2 separate regions of the Mus musculus genome follow, and region 1 is linked to region 2. A link is a contact called in public promoter capture Hi-C data. All regions are on one chromosome and are shown on one strand. Each heading gives the region's core, a stretch centred on a gene start, on an enhancer-like site or on the middle of the called end of the contact. The rest is flanking DNA. Distances are from core to core; before and after follow the strand shown. Region 1 overlaps Slc25a17 (solute carrier family 25 (mitochondrial carrier, peroxisomal membrane protein), member 17). Region 2 overlaps Mrtfa (myocardin related transcription factor A).

Region 1 (5,070 bases), core at 311-2,810, 300 kb after region 2:
TGTGTGTGAGAGTATGGATATATGCACGTTTGCACGCCAGTGCCTTGGTCCCGAGGAGCTGGAGTCATGGAAGGCGGTGAACCTCTCCACGGGAATGCTGCACAAGTGGATTTGGGTCCTCTGCTCTAAACCACTCATCTCTCCAGCCCCTCTTCATCTTAATCTCTACTTAGGAAATTACACTGGTGTAACATCTCATAACACAGCATCCTGTTGATAAAAAGTATCCAACTAGGATCATAGAGTTTATTAATCTTCTTTTTCAATTAAGCAAATCAAAATAAAAGATATTTTTCAATAAAGAATAGATTCCCTCAACACTAAACTACATCCTCAGCATGGGGACTTTCACCTTTACAAAGAGTTATGGAATAACTTGATCAGCAAGGATTAAAACAAAACAGAAGCACATGCCCGGGGTGATACACAGATGTGTGTAGGGGGGGAGGGGTAACTTCCAGGTCTTTAAGACATTCTCCTTGGTAACATAACCACTGATCAGTCAGAGCACCCACAAACAACACTCTTCAAATCATATATTAGGACTATGTTAAAAGCATTAATGTGAACTATAGTGAAATCCTTTCCATCAAGAGCCAATTTCACCAAAAATAGCACATTAGCAAAAACACTTTTCATAGAAAGTAGAGTTTTTAACTGAGACACCACCTTCATTTTCTTGAGCAATAAATCTTTCAAATGTTCTTTCTAGAACAGATTTTTTTAAAAAAAGGATTTATTTATTATTATACATAAGTATACTGTAGCTGTCTTCAGACACACCAGAAGAGGGCATCAGATCCTATTACAGATGGTTGTGAGCCACCATGTGGTTGCTGGGATTTGAACTCAGGACCTTCAGAAGAGCAGTCAGTGCTCTTACTCACTGAGCCATCTCGCCAGCCCCTCTAGAACAGCCTTTTAACAGTATTTTTGTAGTGCTGGGGATCGAACCCAGGACCTTGCACATGCTAAGTAAGCAACACACTAAGCCCCAGCACAGACCCTGAATTTGTCCACACCCTATCTATCTCCATTGCTGCTAACCTAGCCTAGGCTACCATGCCCTCACCTAGATTACTAAAATGGTCTCTTACCTGATTGGCCCTCTTTTTCTTTCTCTTTAGCCTGGGAGGGGTGGGGTGGGGTGTAAAATAACTTTTATTTTCCTGTTGTAATTGTTCCTTTCCTAACCTATGCCTAGTCTGGAAGCTTCTAGCCTCAGTACAATCTAATCTAGGCCTAGAATGTTTTCAGCCTCGGAGACTTGCTGTTGAATAAGCTCACCTTTTTTTGCTCGTTCTAATTCAACTCAGCTGTTCTGGCTCAAACTCCTCTTCCAGCTGACTTACTCAATCTGACTTTTCTCTTGGCCTCTGAATTCTCCTTGGCCTCAAACTACCTCTAGCAATCTGTCCTAGTCTTCTGGCTCCTTCTTATTCTCTTGCTTGTTCTCTCTTCAATCTGTCTGTAAAACTCTCCTGGTAAAGCTGCCTCCCTCTCCCTCTCTGTGCTGCTCTACTCTCCCTCTCAACTCTACTGCACTGCTCTCCACGAACTCGACTGTATTCCTGGACTGTATTTTCTTCCTCCTGTTCTTTCTCTCTCCCTTAAGCAGCTTCTCTTTCCTCTCTCATCTCTTGAGAATTGGGCATATTCCATCCTGTCAAATCTTTTTCTGGCTTGTTTGTCTGATACTTAATTAGACATAGTATTTTTAAACACGCTGCTTCCTTCTACAAACTAACTTCACCTTTATTGTTTGAGATTAAAGGTGAGGTCCAAAGGCCAGTCTGTATTCCAACCAGGGGATTAAAGGTGTGTGCCAAGGGCTGAGCCACACCACAACTAGAAACAGGTTCAAATAGCCTGTGAAAGTGGAGGATGCACCTGTGTGCATGTGGAGGTGAAGTAGGGGCCTCTGTCGCCTTCTTCTCTTGATCCCTGCCTTCATGCCACAAGATGGTCACTGACACAGAAGCTTGTCATTTTGGCTAGGCTGGCTGGCGAGCCAGCTTTCAAGATCTGCCTGCCTCTACTCCCATACTTCCCCAACCCCATGTTGGGGTTACAGGCACAGGAAGCCATGCCTGACTCTTTACAAAGGTGCTAAAGATTTAAACTCAGGGTCATATATTTCAGAGCAAACACTCTTATCCAGACTCTCCCCGTCAGCTGATCAATACACTGCAGAAGAGCCACACAGGCCTTTCAGAATCATGCTACGTCCCACCTTAAAAGTCCCCAGAGGCTAACTGCTGGGCTGAGAATAAAATCTTGCCATCGGCTTTCCTCACTTACAGCTACCTTTCCTGTAATTATTCTAGCTTCCTGCTGGGCAAGCCACTCCTGGCCACAGAGGCCCCCTTCAGTTCTAAGACAAGCAAGTCTTGCCGGCTCTCTCCCTCTTAGCCAGCACAAGCTTCACAACCCCTTGCATCTTGACTTCAGTGTGCTTCTCAGGAGAGCTGGAAACCCAGCCCAATCGCCCAGAAGGAACCCCACTGCTCCTCTTCAGTAAGCCAGGGCTGCTCATGTCCCGAACAGCTGACTCAGACTGGAATAATTACCTGGTGCTTTCACTTGCTGTCTCCATGAGGACAGGGACTACACTGTACCCCCAGCTTCTCAGAGTGTCTAAAAATGTCTGAATGTGTAAACAACCAAATGTCTGGAAATCTGAAGTGCTTTGAAACAGTTTAATTGTTAACTATCCATGAATGAACTATAGAAGCTAACCTCTGGGGGCTGGAGAGATAGCTCAGTGGTTAAGAGCACTGACTGCTCTTCCAAAGGTCCCGAGTTCAAATCCCAGCAACCACATGGTGGCTCACAACCACCGGTAATGAGATCTGACTCCCTCTTCTAGGGTGTCTGAAGATGGCTACGGTGTACTCACAAATAAATAAATAAATCTTTAAAAAAAAAAGTTAACCTCTGATTTTATCAAGGATCATCAAGGCAAACAACGTGAATGAGAAGAGACCCTGGGGTGTCCTGAGTCCTTGAGGAATCTTTCCACACATATGGTTTTTCTGAGACCATATATTACTAAGAAATTCCAATGTAACCCTCATTCCACGTCATGCAGAAAGTCAGGCTAAAGCCTGGCTAGCAAAACATCGCACAGAGAGGAAAATGGGCAGAACCACACAGGCTACACACCACCTGCATCACTGCCTTTACGACTTTAGGACGTAATTTAGGTGTCACTGGCCTTACTTTAGGAGAACCCCAGGACTCACCCTCAGAATTGACTGTACCGTCTGCATGGGATAGGTGACTGTGGTGGCAATCGCTTTGGCTATTGCGCCAATGATGAACACATCCAGAGAAGAGAGCTGGAAAGCAGAGGAGGGACCATTTTAATCAAACGAGGAAACAGGCATTCCTTTTAGACAATTTTAAAGTTAGGGATTACCTTCATCCGTTTCTTTAGAAGCTGCCGTTTTAAGCCTTCATAGAACATGAATTGGATGGCAGGGTTGAAGACCAACAGCAAGGAGGGGAAGGTGCCATTCCACAGAGCCAAGATCCCTTCATCTCGAATAATCTGGTGGAATGCATCTAAGCAAGAAGTCAGGCTTTTGCAAAGCACCATGACAGTGCCCTAACTAGAAAAGACATTTATTCTGTTCAAATGGGCCCAGATAGAAACTATCCTCTCAATAATATTTTGGGGGCAGATTTCCTACTTAGGTACTTTTCTGTTCATCTGTCTTTGCTTTTGTTTTTAAAGATGTTCGTGCTATGTATCCCAGTATAGCCTTGAACACTGTATCTTCCTGCTTCAGACAACAGGAGTGGGCTGCCATGCACTGGAGTTAACTATTTTTTAAATAACCATCAGAATGTGATGCCAACTTCCATCACATGAACTTTGCCTGATACTGCTGCACTGTCAGCACATCTGGGAACTGTGTACTGTACAGAAATGTGAACTGTAAACCATGTGTTCCACACGGCCAACCATAGCACAAGGTAAGATCTTTTCTTGAAATCTATGACCAACGATTTACAAGAAAACTATTTCTGCCCGGGCGGTGGTGGTGCACGCCTTTAATCCCAGCACTTGGGAGGCAGAGACAAGCGGATTTCTGAGTTCGAGGCCAGCCTGGTCTACAAAGTGAGTTCCAGGACAGCCAAGGGCTACACAGAGAAACCCTGTCTCGAAAAAAACAAAAACAAAAAAACAAAAAACAAACAAAAAAAAAGAAAATGACCTCTGTTACAAACAAAAATGCATGAGAAATGAGATCCTGGGCGTGTGGCTTCACTAAAACGCCAGGCAGTGTGGTGGCACCCTCTGGCATCCAGCACTCTGGGGACTAAGGCAGGAGGACTTAAAAGACTTCAAAGCCAGTTGTACATCGAGAGCCTTCCTTAAAGAAGCAGACGTTTAAAGCCATCAGCTACTGTCCCGGTATCCAAAGACATCATTATGGAGTAAAAGGTGCACTATTCTTTAAAAACAGGAACACGGGCTGGTTGTACTGTAAGCACCAATACCCCCAGCACTGGGGAGGCTAAAGGGCAGGAGGAGCTTAAATCTGTGGCCGGCCTAGGCTGGGTGTGGTGGGTCACACCTGTAATGTAGGTACTTTGAGGCCAGTGTAGGCCTCAACGTGTTCAAGGCCAGCCTGGGAAACAGCAAAATTCTTGTCTTAAAAATAAACTAGAGGCACTTGAGCTGGGGATACAACTCAGTATTGTGCTTTCCTAGAATGTACACAGCCACGGGTTCAGACTCTCACGGCACCGGGACGCACTCCTGTAAATCCCCACTCTGAGACTTGGAGGCAGGAGGATCAGAAGGTCAAGATCATCTTGAGGATGAGGCCAGCCTAGGCTACAGAGACTGTCTTAAAAACAAAACAAACCCCAAACCAAAACAACAGCATCACAATTTACGTTAGGGGTAGAATGCTTGCTGGGCACACCTGAGGTGCTGGGTTTAATACCTAGTAAAAAACTAAGTAAAAACTCACATACTCCCCATCTTCTCCTTGAGGATAATACAAGTCTCTACCCTAGTCTTAGGCGTGTCACCAGGCACGCTGCAGCAGCACA
Region 2 (5,472 bases), core at 841-3,340:
CACACCTGCTGAATCTACATTGGAGCTGAACTCCCCATATGAGGTCTGAGGAGGGTGGTGGTTTAACTTATACATAGAGGGGGCCTTCAGAGTGACTAGGACTCTGTAAGATCATCTTAGGGTAGAGCCCCAATGTCTGAATCCTGGACACTGAGCCCTACTACCATGGGCTAGTACTGTAAGCCAAGAAAAACTTCCTTTAAAAAAAATTACATTTTAATTTGTGTGTGTATGTGTGTGAATGTTACAGTGTGCATGTGGAGGTAGGAAGACAATTTGTGGGAACCTGTAAGTACAGACATCTGGAGGACCAAACTCAGGTTGTCAGGCTTAGTGGCAAATGCCTTATCCAGGTGAGCCATTTCCCTGACCCAAGCCTTTTTCTTTAATCTCTGTCCAGGCTGTGGTAGCGTGTTCCTAACAACAAAAACAGGCCAAGACAGTGTTCAGTGTCCCACGGGCAGTGCAGAGATGAGAAATACCCAGGTCACCTTGGGTCAGGTTCTTGACCGCTAGAGGATGTACCGACCCACCCCTTGCAGTCGTTCCCACAGCTAGGATGACTTCTAGCTGGGAGGACAGTGGCTGGCAGAAAATACCTTGATGAGTGTGGGAGCAGGCTTGGCAGTGGGGACGATGCTTCCATTGGCTAGGCTTGGGGGCAGCAGAGGTGCGGGAGGCAGAGGAGGCTGCTCTGCCAGAAAAAGCGTCTCTCCAGGATCCGGAGCCATTGGGAGTTGAGAAAGAACCTGGGAGGGAGGGAGGGAGGGACGAAGTAAGCACCCCCAAGTAGACTTTATCTATCCTGCCCTGCCATCCTCATGGTCAGAGGGCAAAGTGGGGTGATAGCACGTTACAAAGCCAGGCTGGCTGGGAGAGAACCAGACAGGCCAGGCAGGTGGTGGCCACATCTCTGACTGAGTGCTCTTGGATAAGCAGCCCTAGGAGAGCCAATGAGAGTGGGTGGCCAGGGCTGCAGGACCCCAACCCAGCCTCTCCTTATGCTCAGCTTGCTAGAATTGGGTCCATTGTTGGCATCTGAAATGACGGCCACACATACACATCTATCCCTCATGCATACAGTAGGACCTGCTCATACTGCCCAGGACAGAGGCCTGACTCTGGGCGGCCTTGGCAGGTAGAATTCTAGATTCTATGAGAAAGAATCTAGAAGGAGGTAATCTCACCTGAGTGGGTGATATGGAGGTGGCACTGGGCAGTGGATCACTGACTCGGGACTCCAAGGGTGATGGCACTGAACCCTGGGACTCATGGCTGGCAGGCTGCTCAGGAGACAGGGCATCGCTGCTGTCCTCGTCGAAGGAGGAACTGTCTGCTACCTTTGGGTAATTTACCTGGCCCACTGAAATGCAAAGCCAGTGTAAGACTCCTGCAGCCAGCACACAGGAAAGTAGGCAGGAAGGGCTGGCAGGACCCAGCCCTGCATCTAAGAGGTGCACAGTATAGAGAACCTAGCGAGCGCCTTGCCTTAGTGCAGAGCTCAGAGGCACAGTCAGCCTCTGGAACAGGCTTGCCAGGAGCTGTGGTTGGGCCTTCATACAAACTCCCGGTTTTGTTTTCCTACTGCTTACACTCACACAGTGAAGGCCATGAACCTGCTGCTGATAGACCACGGTGACAGCAAGTGAGCACAGCTCCTCCTTAGGGCTCAGTCCCCAAAGGCCACAACAGCCTAAGGCTCTGAGGCTATGGGGGGAGGGTCCCCACCTCACAGGTACCTGGGCTCAGTGAAAGTATGCCCTCCTTCAAAGGTCCATGAAGCCAAGACCTAGCGCCTGGGCAGCAAATATGCCAGGACAGTCCACTGCCTTGAGCGCCTAGACTGGCCCAGAACCATGTTCTGACAGCTGACAGAGTTGGCTGAAAGGGGGCAGAGGCAGGGACAGGGGCCCCAGCTGGGACTCGCAGTGGCAGTAGAGGAAAGACGGAAACCCCGGCCAGGAGGATATGTCAAGAGGCATGTCACAACCAGTGTCCACAGCTGGGGGAAGAGGTTGGGGAGAGGGGAGGACCCCAGATAAAAAGAGGAACAAGCCCACAGCCTCTTCCTCTCTAGCTGTGACCTGAGACTTTCTACAGCCCTGGGACCGAGGAGGAACATCTAAGCTTCTCTCACTGGCAGACTGCAGCCGGATGGGCTAGGACTGTGAGGGTGGGGCTTGCTTGGCCTTCTGTTCCCTCACCTGTGGCTAGACTTCACACCAATCCTACAAACAGATTTTTCTTCCTCCCAGCATGAGGACCTATTCAGAGACAGCAGCAGGGTGGGGCCAAGCACACTGAAGGGTGATCTAGCCCAGATAAGTCATAGTTCACACTGAGCTGGGCCCATCATGGAGGAAGCCACTGGCCACACTGACAGGATGGAGACCATGTGCAGGATAGCCCCACAAGTACTATTTATCCCGCTCCTGCACCCAGCCATGTCCTGGAAGCAGGGCTGGGTGGGCACCGCCCTGTGGGAGGTGATGGTCGATAGACCTTGGAGCAGGACAGATGGGCACGCTAAAGAGACAACTCAGATCTGAGGGAGGGAATGACATGGGACTTGTGCTGTGTGTCTGAAGAGACGGTGGACACCTGTGTGCGTAGATGGACATGAGTGTAGATGGATGTGGGTGGGGCCCTCAGCAGCCCACGACTCCTAAGATGAACATGGGCCTGGGTTCCACTTCCTCCCGAAAGCCTCCCCTGAACGCTTCCTCACATTTCCTCCCGGTGAATCCCTATGTCTAAACTGAAGTTCCCCCTGAACTCAGCCTCTCTTCTACACTCAGGCTACGGTCCATACAGAGTGGGAGCCTCCTCACCAATGATAGCCTCCTTCAGGCTGGACTCCACAGGCAGGATATTCTTCTCCACCAGCTCCATGGGGCCAGGCCTCTGTGCAATCTTTTCATTGAGGTCATCAGCCAGCCTGGCTCTCTTCAGCTTCAGCTGCTTGGCCTGGAGCGAAGGCTCAGCCGAGGTCTCTACATGGAAAAGAAGGGGGTTCAGAGAGATGGGAGGAAAGGTCCCAGATTCCTGGCCTAGGGCCCTTAGAGCCACAGGAGCTGACAGGAGCAGAGTGGGAACCACGCCCAGGCAGGAGTGTAGCCTGGCTTCCAGGGTCGCTGGGCAATTCTAGCCGGGCTTGACCTGAACAGCTTCTGAGGCGGGGCTGCACAGCCACAACACCAGAGCAAGAACTGCTCTGCTCCACTCAGACCTGGGCCACCAAGGCAAACTGTTCTTTGTCCTGGCTCTCGGTGGCTTCAGTGGCAAAATGTGGGGTTCTGACTTGAGAAGGTCTCCTTGAGGCTCCCAATGACCCCCAAACTAAGCAAACTAAAATAGGCACATACGTGGTACTCTCTGGAGCCCAACTTCTCCTTTCAAACACTATAGAAAATGAATCCTATAGCTAACCACAGGAACGAAAAGTATAGCTGGGTGAGTATGGCTGCCATCATAGGTGCTTAGGTAATACCAGTGGGGGAGTGAGTGAGCAAGTGAAACCCAAACAAACTGCAGTGTTTGGGAGAGAAAGGGGCTCCATCCCAGCAGATAGAGACCATGACCATGCTATCCCAGTGGGTGGTGGACCCAGAAGGGTCATGTTAGGCCGGGCGTGGTGGCGCATGCCTTTAATCCCAGCACTCGGGAGGCAGAGGCAGGTGGATCTCTGAGTTCAAGGCCAGCCTGGTCTACAAAGTGAGTTCCAGGACAGCCAGGGCTACACAGAGAAACCCTGTCTTGAAAAACCAAAAAAAAAAAAAAAAAAAAAAAACCAAAAAAAAAAAAAGGGTCATGGCAACCCAGGCTTCTCACGAACTCCCGTAAGACAGTAACAGCCACACACGTGTCTGACTGTAAAGCCAACAGTTGGCTCTGCTAGCAGAAGATGGACAAGAGCAGAGAGTGGGAGGGCACAGAACTACAATGCACGTGCAGCGGGGAGGTACAACTCACACACCTTCCAGAATGTGCATCCTGACCAGCTCTGCTCTCTCGGGCCGGGAACGGATCTTCCGTTTCAAATAGTCCTCGGTCTGTGGAAAAGCGCACCAAGAAACTCTCAAGGCTGGGACAGAAGCTTATGAGTGGACAGGACCACAAAACATGATTTGGCTGTAGTGGCTGCCACTGTCCACCTCAGCAGCTTGGTGACTGCAGGGTCCTGAGGCAAGGCGGATATCAAAGTACACATCAGCTTGCAGCTGCATCTCTCAGGCCACCGCTGTATGTATTTAAAACTTAATACTTACACTACTTAAAATCAGAAAACAAGACAGTCACCTATTTCATGTCAGCAGAGCAGTGAGTCTGCTGTCTCCAGCCCTTCTTTCATGGAGTTTGGTTCTGCAGAGGAGTAATCACTGTGGATGCAATTTTATGTCCTGTTTCAAAAACCTCGCATTGCGTGATCTCAAGAGTCTTTTCAATTCAGTCTGAATGACTGCCAAATGCAATACTAATTTTGATACATGGTGTCAGAGCTCTAGTTCCTTAAAGTCCCATGTCCTCATTTCTGCATTCATCAGATGCTGGGAGAACTACACCACTCCCTCAGCAGCACCGAGCCCCCGCCGCTGAAGGCTAATTCTGAGGCTCCTCGCCTCTGCAACGGCCTACGAAAGGAGAGGACAGGATGGGCCAGGGTCGGAAAGAAGTTACTGTGGCACATCATTTACAGCAGAGATCAGCCTGGTTCTCATGCTGCTGGCTGTGGCCCCAGGACCCTGTGGCCTGAGCCTAAAGATGCAGAAAGCAGCTGCGGGGTCTGGGTACATCAGCCCATCTGTAGCGAGCAGAGGGCAGGTGCTGGGAGAACCCACCAGAGAGGCTACTCCCATTCAAATACACCTCTCGTCTCAATGGGTCTGAGTCATGGCTTTTATAACAAACAGTCAATCTTCCAGGGATGTCCACTGGCTCGGGCCTGGCTACCCACAAGCTACTAAGGAGAACCAGTCTGCTCCTGGTGCAGAAGGTAAAGAAAGGACTTTTAGCTGATGCCACTGAAGGCAGGCACTGCTGGGGCTGGAAAACACAAGCAGCTGATGGTCACCCAAAGCTGCATCCAAGAGCTCCTGTGGGACCTGGGCCGCAGCCACCAGGGATGCGTCTCCCGAGATGCTGTCTGAACTGGAGTCACAGACGTGGGGAGCTGTGGCATGACTGGGATCGCATGCGGAGCTTTCCCGCCGCACACGCGCAGGCCACGCTCTTACTCAGATGCAGAACTAACAACTTTTCTCATTGCTATCACTGAGTAAGGCAAGCTATGCTGCGACCAGTCCAATACACTCACTTTTCATATCTAATTAAGACAGTTCAGTGCATGCTTAACTATTAAGCCCAGTATTGTAATTTTGACATCATCTGTGAACAGATGTGCAAGATATGCACTTGTTAGATGAATATATTTACCGCATGTGAGGAAATAAAATTATTTTGCATATATAACCA

The links. Capture Hi-C pulls out chosen DNA fragments and counts their contacts.
Region 1: a promoter capture Hi-C map of adipose tissue shows a contact between it and region 2. The contact joins two enhancer-like sites. A contact is called at or near these places in 1 of 39 promoter capture datasets (liver), 5 of 484 Hi-C or Micro-C datasets (the AML12 cell line, the C2C12 cell line, the G1E-ER4 cell line and 1 more), 3 of 115 datasets of contacts at active chromatin or transcription factors (T-cell acute lymphoblastic leukemia, fibro-adipogenic progenitors and pancreatic cancer cells) and 4 of 9 other capture datasets (adipose tissue, embryonic stem cells, liver and 1 more).

What each region holds. Positions count from the first base shown.
Region 1 is chr15:81,323,796-81,328,865 of GRCm38.p6, forward strand. Slc25a17 (solute carrier family 25 (mitochondrial carrier, peroxisomal membrane protein), member 17) reads right to left here. Exons shown (of 9, transcript NM_011399.3): 6 at 3,422-3,567; 7 at 3,246-3,341. Among named protein-coding and RNA genes, the nearest start is that of Slc25a17, 34 kb to the right of the region's middle. Within about 2 kb of position 1,561, at least 15 of the 459 cell types and tissues checked have an H3K27ac peak or open chromatin away from gene starts, as enhancers often do. A contact at or near this core is called in adipose tissue, where this site is marked.
Region 2 is chr15:81,019,566-81,025,037 of GRCm38.p6, forward strand. Mrtfa (myocardin related transcription factor A) reads right to left here. Exons shown (of 14, transcript NM_001082536.2): 5 at 3,977-4,052; 6 at 2,832-2,993; 7 at 1,188-1,363; 8 at 600-749. Among named protein-coding and RNA genes, the nearest start is that of Sgsm3, 45 kb to the left of the region's middle. Within about 2 kb of position 2,091, at least 92 of the 459 cell types and tissues checked have an H3K27ac peak or open chromatin away from gene starts, as enhancers often do. A contact at or near this core is called in adipose tissue, where this site is marked.